Linked DNA regions of Mus musculus: all the other regions are linked to region 2. Evidence: chromatin contacts called from public HiCAR-type and promoter capture Hi-C data. All regions are on one chromosome and are shown on one strand. The core of a region is the stretch at or near the end of the contact, and the rest is flanking DNA. Distances in the headings are between cores, read along the strand shown.

What was found. Promoter capture Hi-C pulls out the DNA fragments that hold promoters and counts their contacts. HiCAR-type assays count read pairs that join an accessible place to other places.
Region 1: a contact with region 2 is called in a promoter capture Hi-C map of liver, with 4 times the contacts expected there. The contact joins the promoter of Mtx2 here to the promoter of Ccdc141 in region 2. A contact is called at or near these places in 2 of 39 promoter capture datasets (liver and pre-B cells).
Region 3: a contact with region 2 is called in a HiCAR-type map of astrocytes, with 2.8 times the contacts expected there. The contact joins the promoter of Neurod1 here to the promoter of Ccdc141 in region 2. A contact is called at or near these places in 1 of 39 promoter capture datasets (embryonic stem cells) and 1 of 115 datasets of contacts at active chromatin or transcription factors (astrocytes).

Annotation. Positions count from the first base shown.
Region 1 is chr2:74,824,402-74,827,311 of GRCm38.p6, reverse strand. It overlaps Mtx2 (metaxin 2), which reads right to left and starts at 1,500. Exons shown (of 10, transcript NM_016804.4): 1 at 1,269-1,500. The coding sequence starts at 1,308.
Region 2 is chr2:77,168,930-77,172,084 of GRCm38.p6, reverse strand. It overlaps Ccdc141 (coiled-coil domain containing 141), which reads left to right and starts at 1,450. Exons shown (of 24, transcript NM_001025576.3): 1 at 1,450-1,700. The coding sequence starts at 1,599.
Region 3 is chr2:79,454,889-79,458,026 of GRCm38.p6, reverse strand. Neurod1 (neurogenic differentiation 1) reads left to right here and starts at 1,391. Exons shown (of 2, transcript NM_010894.3): 1 at 1,391-1,476; 2 at 2,979-3,138. The coding sequence starts at 2,990.

The DNA of each region.
Region 1 (2,910 bases), core at 251-2,750, 2.3 Mb after region 2:
TGTTCCTATACTACTTTCTATTTACTGAACTATCTAGCTTTAAATATGTCCTACTACCATAACAGACCACTACAAGCACCTTAAGACAAATACAAACTTCCTGGGGATTTGTAAACTTCACTAACTGAGGTAGAATTCTGAACTTATCAAAAGTTTATCAAATACCATTTCTTGTTTTCTTGTTGAAAAGAAATCACACATTGGATATATACATTCAGAATACAAACATATACTGTGAAATGATTTATGACATAGTATCAGTCTAAAATAAACCACTGACCTCAAGTCAGAGGCCTGACTTTTTCAACCTCACTGATAAAGTCAGAGAGAAACATTACTTGAAATCTGTGTTATTTACTCAAGTCATGGGTATTTAAAGAGAACTGACAGACAGGTCCTAGGATACAATGGGAAACAAAATTCCCTGCTTTCATGAAGCTTACAATCTCTCTTCTATCCTCTCTCCTATAAAATGCTATTTTAAAGGAAATCTAAGTTCACACAAATTCAATACAATGGAAAGCGTTTCGAAAAGTTGATAACACATTATACTTTCATTTCCAATGTACTACTTTACCCCAAATACGACTGTTTATCTTAGTGACTATCTCCTCATTCGAACGTTGAAAACACTGCTGGAATTAACATTCATCCCATTAACTTGACTCTTTTTTTCTATCATAGCCACTTTCGCCAAAATAAAAACTTCAATACGAATGTGTGTGTGTGTGTGTGTGTGTGTGTGTCAAAAGATGTTTACTTTCTTTAAACTTCATGCCCATTAAGAATAATTCAAAGAATCCCACAGACTTTGCAAATGGCTTGGAGAACAACTCGGGTGACCCATCAACAACAGGTAAAGAAGGGCAGCTCAAGAGTGACAGTCACCTTAAACTTGAGAACCCAAGAGCAGAGAGGCTGCCCTATTCCCACGGAAACCTTGGGGGAGGCGAGGACCCAACCCGTGGCCACGCCCCCACCTCGATCCCCAGCCCCGGGCCTCCGCCACCTAAACCGCGGAGTCGGGGAACAAAGCGCCGCGGAGGGAGTGAGGTCAGGACTCTGTCCCTGCAGGGTGACCTTGGCCATGTGTCCTCAGTTTCCTCATCCAGAAAGTGAGGCCAAGCCTCCATGGCCGCTGCCGCCTCCACCCGGGCTGTAGACTCAGCACCCTCGACCCACGGCTACAGGGAAACTCCAGCCCTCCGCCTCCCCACGCGGATCCCCGCCGCCACCCACGCCGCCCCGTCGGCGCCCACACGGGCTACCTGCGATCTGGGAGACGAACGCTTCCGCCACCAGAGACATGTCGGCTGCGAGGTCCTGCGCGCGCGCCTGAGCTCCGCGGCGCTCGGCGCCCTCCCGCGCGACCTCGGCGGCCTTCCCCCGGCAGCTGACGAGCTTCGCTGGGCCAACGCTAAGACGAGCAGAGCTCACCTCGGCAGCGGTGGCTCGGCCCGCAAGGTTACCGCCAGGCCGACCAAGCACTTCCGGCGTCGCTGACAACGCGCGCCGGCACTTCCGGCTGCTCCGCCCCGCGCGCTCCGGACCTGCGAGAGCCCTAAGAGAGCAGGCTCTCTGGCTAGAGTCTTTTGGATTTGATTGCAACCTTTCAGCAGTTCAACAAGACAGAAACAGCTTCAAGAGGTTCAAGTGCCTGGTCTGGTTCTACTGGAGCCCAGAAACTCAGGAATTCTCTCAATTCCACTAACTGTAGGATTCGGGGTCCATAGACTGATATTAGTGTTGGTTATTTGTTCAAATGCGCTAGCCAGAAGGAGGCTTACACAGCTTGTGAGCTGAGACATAATTTAATCTTTCAACTCCAAGCACCCAAAATGAAGCTTGGAGAATAAAGCACTTCAATTACTTGTTTCTGAGTGTAGAAGGAACAAGAGTAAAAGGAAGGGCGCTAGATCCCTTGAATCTTTCCTCTTAGTCTAATCTTTTTTTTTTTTAACTATAGGTTACAATTGACCAAAAATCATAAATATTACAGAATTAGAAAATTAGAAGCATAAAGTTACACTTGATTTCAGAAATCATTTGGTGAGCCAAAGCCCCCTTTCGCTGATGAGAACATGGCTCGGAGAGGTGAGACGATGTTGTTGTGTGTGTGTGTCAGTGTATAGACCCAAGACAACTTTTGGTACTTAGTTCTCTCCAACCATGTGGGTTCCAGGGATCCAACTCAAGTCTTCAGGCTCGGTAGCATAGCCCATACACACACATGCATCAGCTTGTACAGTGGTCAGTGTCTCAGTACCTCTTCAGTTGCTCTCCATCCTCTATTTTGAGATAGGGTCTCTCACTGAGAATCTGGAGCACAAGGATTAGGCTGGCCAACAACACTCGGAACTTGGTCTGTCCCTGCCCACCTCCCACCCAACCCTAGAGTAAACTACTGTACCTGGCCTGCCTCTGCCTCCCGAGTGCTGGGATTAAAGGTGTGCACCACCACGCCTGGCGATTTTGTTTCTTGTCCACAGATCTCTGACCCTCCATTACAGTTTATTGTCTAAATTTCTGTTCATATACTTAAGTAGTATATTGCTTTCTTAGAGGTGCGGGACAGATTATCACACACTGGGTGTTTAAAACAACGGATGCATTTACTCTCTGGTTCTGGAAGCTAGAAGTCTGAGGTTAAAGTGTTGGCAAGACGATGCTTGCTCTCAAGGACATAGAAATAAATGTCCTTCCTCCATCTGCCCAGCTTCTAGGATTTCCAGGGTTCCTGGGCATTCCATGGCTTTAGACAAGTCATTTCCACCTTTGCTCCCACCATTAGGCAACATTCTCCCTTGCATCTGTTTGTCCAAACTTCTGTCTTCCACTGAAGGCACCAGCCAATGGATTAAGGCCTACTCATTTTTTTTATGACCTCTTCTTGGTTTTATCTGCAGAGCC
Region 2 (3,155 bases), core at 201-2,700:
ACTGAAACCACTCAGAACAGGTTCTACACTGTCCAGGATCTTGGCGCCTGCTGACCAGAGCTAGCTCACTCCGGCTGCTGCCGTCGCGGTGTTAGGTGAAGTCTGTTCAATCTAGGAGCAGGGATCTTGGTGTGTTTCCCATCTCATCAGAGAGGCAGGCAGATGCTGAAAAGCAGAAGCGCCGGTCCAAGGGTGTACAGTATGCAGAGCAGCCAGGGAAAGAAGAGCAATTGCTGACACCCACGTACGTGTGCGTGTGCACGCATTCGCCCACATTTCAACTCAACAATGTTTTCATAAGCCTTAGCATAAGAAATCAGTGGCACTGCTTACGCAGCCCCCGCCTTGTCGGCCCAGGGTCTAACGTGCTTTTACTCAGAGCTAAGGGGGGCTACACAGGGAGTGGGTTCCTTTGGCTCCGTTTATGGCTCCGTCCTCGGGTTTATCTTTCATCCCAGGGCTCTCCAGTGGTTTCATCAGATTTGGAGTTAGTGTCTCTGATGTGTTTGCCTCTGACCTCTGACCTAAACTTCAGTGGTGTTATTTTCAGCTGTTCTTTGACAGGGCTCCAACAGCTGCTGCTTAATACCACAGACAACTTCTGACAGAGGCAGAGCTTCTAGCAATAGGATTAATCTGTGAGCCTCACTCTGATTTGAAGCTAGTTGAAAATTTTTTTTTCTCCAGGTAGAAATGGGGATTTACAAAGAAAGAGAGGTGGGGGGCGGGGGGAGCCAGAACAGTCTAGGAGGCTAAACAAAGCAGAGCCAAAAACAAACAAAAAAGAAACAAAATGTTCACTACAAAGAAAACACATTTCTTAGAGTTAACAAGAAGCATGGAAGTGCTGAGCTTTCTCACAGCTGTTTGCTGGCTGAATTGGAAAATACTGTTCAGAAAACAGTCACAGAGAAATCCCAGGAAGATGTGTAGTTCTTGATAAATCCTGGGTGAGTTGTTTTAAAAATACTTAACTCCTCAAATAAATACCAGAAAGAGAGACAGAGAGAGACAGAGAGAGAGAGAGAGAGAGAGAGAGAGAGAGAGAGAGTCATTTTTAGTAGTTTTCTTTGCACGAAGAAGACTTGAAAAGACTGATATCCAGGTCAGTGACTTTCTGGTTGCAAAGTCCATAGCTACAACTGTTTAGTTTCGATGGCAAAACTAATTTGGGTTGTCAGGATGTAGTTTTTTTTTGTTTTTTTTTTTTCCATTAGCTATCAGACATCAGCTGATAGGCAAAGAGCTCAAAGCTGTCCCTCGAGTTTCAGATAATGGTTCAAATAACTGGCACTTTCTGTTACCATACTAGGGGGGTGGTGCTCTGTCTCTGTGTCTCTCTCTCCATCTCCCTCCCTCCCCCCCCCCCCCCCCCCGCGAGTGTAACTCTCTCTCCCCTTTCCCCCTCCCTCTCGATAAGCTCAATGGGGCTGTCTATTTTTAACTTCCTGTTCTTTCCTTTTGGCCGGGCAATCAGTGTGAACAGAGGCGCGTTCCCTGAAAGAGTCCCGGTAGCCTCGTGGAAGCCTTCTGACATGACCAGCAGACAGCATCACTACCAAGGCTGCTCGGGGTTTAAGCCCTGCTTCTAAAGTGCCATGTCCTGCAAAGAAAGTCCCCATGTGGGTGCTTCCACCACCACTGTCAGCTCTGTAGCCGTGCACGCTGGGGACTCCAAGATCGTGATCGCCGTTGTCAAGGTAAACTCACAGCTTGCTTTCCTCTGTGTGGCTGGGGGGCTCTTGGCGGAATGGCTGAGAGCACGGGAGGATAATGCAGAGCAGATGACAAATAACAAGTGATCTTCGCCACTTAAATCCGTGACAGAGGACTGCTAAGTTCCAACAAGTTGGCAGCTGCTTTTCAGGGTAAAACGCCTCTAGAGCGCCTTCCAACAAACTTTACTGTGTACTTTCAGTTTGGTCCTTACAGGCGAGGCGCATGTGATGAAGGTTGAGGAATTCCAGGAGAGTTGGGTGGCCAGGACAGTGCCTGAGATTTCTGAGTGGCTGTGATGGAGAATGGGGAGGCAGGTCAGAGTGGGGCACTGTCCTGAGCTTGAGAGAACTGGATGCACCAGAAGCCTCCCAGAACCGGTTTTCACTGGTAAAGGCAACGCTAAATACTTCTCCCACTGTAGGGGGATGGAGACTGCCACAGACTACTTATTAAACTGCCTCTCCCTCTTGAGAAAAGGAAAGTGCAGTGACTCGGGCCTTAACTGTGTGTTTTATGTCTAATTGTTTTATGTCTAATTGTGCAAAGATGGCCACACATTATTTTGGGTTGTACGAGGCTCCCATGATTTTTTTTTTTTCCTCTGACTGAAATCATCATGAAAGATCCTCTGGACTATAAGCTTGCTCTTTAGACACTATGCCACCCAAATAATTCAGGTTTAATGAAAGCAAACCTGGTAAAACAAAACGACAAACAAACAAATACCTGGCTACAAGGCCTATTGGATTTACATGCTGCAAAATTGTATAGTAGCATGAAGCTGTGTAGGAGAAAAGCCGAGCTTGACATTGAGCAAAGCAATTCTCTGAAGAGGCATGGAATGCAGGGTCCTGCTCAAGGCCTTAGCTGGGTGGGGGTGGGGGTGGGGGGTTCTCAGTACTGGGAGACTTCTGCACAACAAATAGGACTTCAGCTCCACTCCCCATCCTGTCCTCAGCAGAGGTGTGAGTGGGAATGACAAGGACCATGGCTTCCCCAGTGCAATCAGGTCACTTGCACACGATTTAAAGACGCTTTGGGCAACATGTAGATTCCAGCAGGGATGGAAGAGAAGCAAATCTAGGACTTTTTTGTTTTTTAGTAAACATTACTTTTTCTCAAACTTAAAACATTCATAGAGTAGACGGAGTCACAATACTTAAACAACAACCTATGAGATAGTCAGAGGTACAACGAACATACAAACTTTAACAACAATATAGAAAAGTCTTTTAAGCTGGATTCTGTTTCTCAGAAAAACCACTCACGGTCCCCTCTCCAGCTCCCTTCCCCACTGCCATCTCCAAAGAAAAGGCACTTCAGCCTCTTCAGAGAGCAAAGTTTGTATTGATGGGCAGGGAAAGCCCAGGTCTGGTCCATAGTGAAGTTCCACCCCGCTCTACCTCTGTGAAGTGTCCCTCTCTGTCTAGAGATGT
Region 3 (3,138 bases), core at 142-2,641, 2.3 Mb before region 2:
AGAGTTAGAAGAGGAACTGGAAAGAGAAAGGAGGCCAACCATTCCTCCTCCTCCTCTGTCACTTTTCTTGGGCTAGAAGGACGGAGGATCATCCATCTGAAAGATTCCTCCTTCAGATGGAGAAAATAAAGACTCCTTATTTAAGAATAGATAAGGCTATTCCACAATAGACTTTGCTTGACTCAAAACACAGAGTCCCCAGAAAGGGAAACAGCACATTGAATAGAGTTTTATTGCAGCTTCTCTTTGAGCTTCTTCTGACCAAGGCCCCAGAGATTGAGCACTAGGGGCTCAAGGAAGGCTGTGATTGAATTATGGTCTGTGTCAGAGATGAAATTCCCACCTCTGGTGCGGGGTTGTTTAATCTTAGCATTCCCTAGATGAGCTAGCTGAGGTCATTCATTACTCCAGGAGCATCTGAAAACCAACGGAGCCAAGGTCTGCTGGCAAAAACTAGCTTTAGACACAAAATTCTAGGGTTTAGAGTTGAAGACTCTTAGTGAAGTCTCTGGGGTAGGAGCAGGTGACCGTTAGGTTTACATTTGGAGTGTTCAAGTGTAGGGTATGGAAGCTGACTTGCAAAGGATTCTAGAAGATGCTCTAGTCAGGAAGGTTGAGTCAAGGCTGTGTTTCCAGATGAGGTCGTTTTTATATGAAATAAATGTTTGCCTAGAGAGGTGATGGAGATTAGAAGCCAGCCACCCTTTGGTGGCAATAAGCAAAGCCTCTGCTAAGAGGTAGAAGCTAAGAGATGGGCCTCTCCAGAGAGAACAAAGTCAAACTGCACCACCGGAGACCATTGTCAAGGGAAGGACCCTTCAGTGCACCTCAGTATCTGGGATTGTGAGTGGTTCACCTCTGTCTACCTCTCTGCGCTAAAGCAGTCTTCAGGCTAGGACATAGACTCAGTGATCTTTCTTTACCTTTCCAGCTCGCCTCCCGCAACCCCCCCCCCCCCCACATGTCCTCTGTCTTCTGCTGCCACAAAGGGTTAATCTCTCCTGCGGGTAAAAACAGGTCCGCGGAGTCTCTAACTGGCGACAGATGGGCCACTTTCTTCTGGCCACAAAGGGGCCGGAATGGAGCGCTCCGCGGCATACAAATAGGCAGGTCACGTGGTTCCCGGCTCTTGGCTGGACCGGGAAGACCATATGGCGCATGCCGGGGAGGAAGGAGCAGGGGCGGAGGTACTGTGGGGGTGAGGGGAGTGGTGGTGGAAGGGGGCGGGAGGAAAGTTCTGGGGAGGGGTGAATGAGGGCGGGAGTCGTTCAGTCTGGACGCGTGCGCGATTGCGGGGCGCAGGGACCTGCTCGTTGCTCAGCTCACGGCCCCGCCCGCGCTCAGCATCAGCAACTCGGCTATATAACCCTAGCGCCCGCGCCACCGGGACACGAGGAATTCGCCCACGCAGAAGGCAAGGTGTCCCGAGGCTCCAGGGTTATGAGATCGTCACTATTCAGAACCTTTTAACAACAGGTAATTATGATTCCTATTTTTTACTCTCCCGAGAATAAAAGCAATAATTGAAGAGCTGTACCTTGGTACTTTGCATGCGCACATTTGTGGAGTCGGTTGTCCCTATATTTGAGATCAGTGTCCCTCCTCGTAATTGCCCACAAGTACTCGCACGTAATGAGTCCCAGCACTCAAGTACCCCCTGCAGGCTTTCTAATTACATTTAATTTTTAATAGTATAGAAGCTTTTAGAATGTTTGGGGAGGGGAGTAACTGTAATTATTTGTAAGCGGTTATTTGAAAGTCCCCAAAGCAAACAACCACTTCCAGTTCTCACTTATTCAGGGGAGAAAAGGAGAGAAAGAGAAAAACAAAACAAAACAAAACAAACAAACAAAAACACCTGCTGCCCATAGTTTTATTTGGTGTACAGATATTTAGGCTCATCGTGCATATGAAACTATCTATTTCAGGAGAATGTAGTACTGGAAAACCGATTGGACTCTGAAATAGCTTAGCTGAAATGTAGGGAGAGGGGGAGAAAAGGAAGGAAATTTTCCTGCTACCTGTTACTGTCCCAGAGGCGGCCAAGTCCCCATGCTGGGGCCAGACATTCAGTTGTTTTACTAAAGGCTTTTTACAGTTCTTATGAGAAGCAGCACCTTCACCATTGCCAGTCGCTGACCATTGTAATTACTCCATCTTTTAAAGGGAGGTTTGAGGCGAACTTTGAAAAGCCCCAATAAAGAGCGGGCGGCCCTTTCAATGGGCTGTTTATTAGAGAGGAGCCTTTTGCACCTGATCCCCAGCGCGTGGGAGAGCCTCGCCTGGGAGCCAGAGCTTTTGTACAAGGTGGGAATTTAGCGGGGGCGTGGGGGGGGGGTGGTGAGGCAAAGAAAGAAAGGCAAGAGAGGGATGGAAGACTTGTGCCCACTTCTGTGGCCAAATGTGTTGTCGATAGGAAAATAATTTGATGGAAACTACCTTTCCTCCTCTGTGCATTGGCTCTCCCTTCCATATAATCTTCTTTAAAAATTGGGGTCAGTGCTAGGAAATTACGTAATGGCTTTTCAATTTATTTAAACCTCTAAGTAGTGCGAAGCCAGAGCAGAGATGAGTTCAGAGTATTCCATTTCCAAACTCATCGTTTTTGTGAGTTGGGAGTGACTTGGGACACAGTCAGAAAACCATGCACTCTGTACGCATTTCCACACAGGGCACCTGGCCAGATAATTGCCCTGCACACAGTTGAGCTGATCACTAGGAAAGGCACCCATAGCCACTCATGACAGGCCTAGTGGTACCTACTACGCAGCACCGAGGTACAGACACGCCAGCATGAAGCACTGCGTTTAACTTTTCCTGGAGGCATCCATTTTGCAGTGGACTCCTGTGTATTTCTATTTGTGTGCATTTCTGTAGGATTAGGGAGAGGGAGCTGAAGGCTTATCCAGCTTTTAAATATAGCGGGTGGATTTCCCCCCCTTTCTTCTTCTGCTTGCCTCTCTCCCTGTTCAATACAGGAAGTGGAAACATGACCAAATCATACAGCGAGAGCGGGCTGATGGGCGAGCCTCAGCCCCAAGGTCCCCCAAGCTGGACAGATGAGTGTCTCAGTTCTCAGGACGAGGAACACGAGGCAGACAAGAAAGAGGACGAGCTTGAAGCCATGAATGCAGAGGA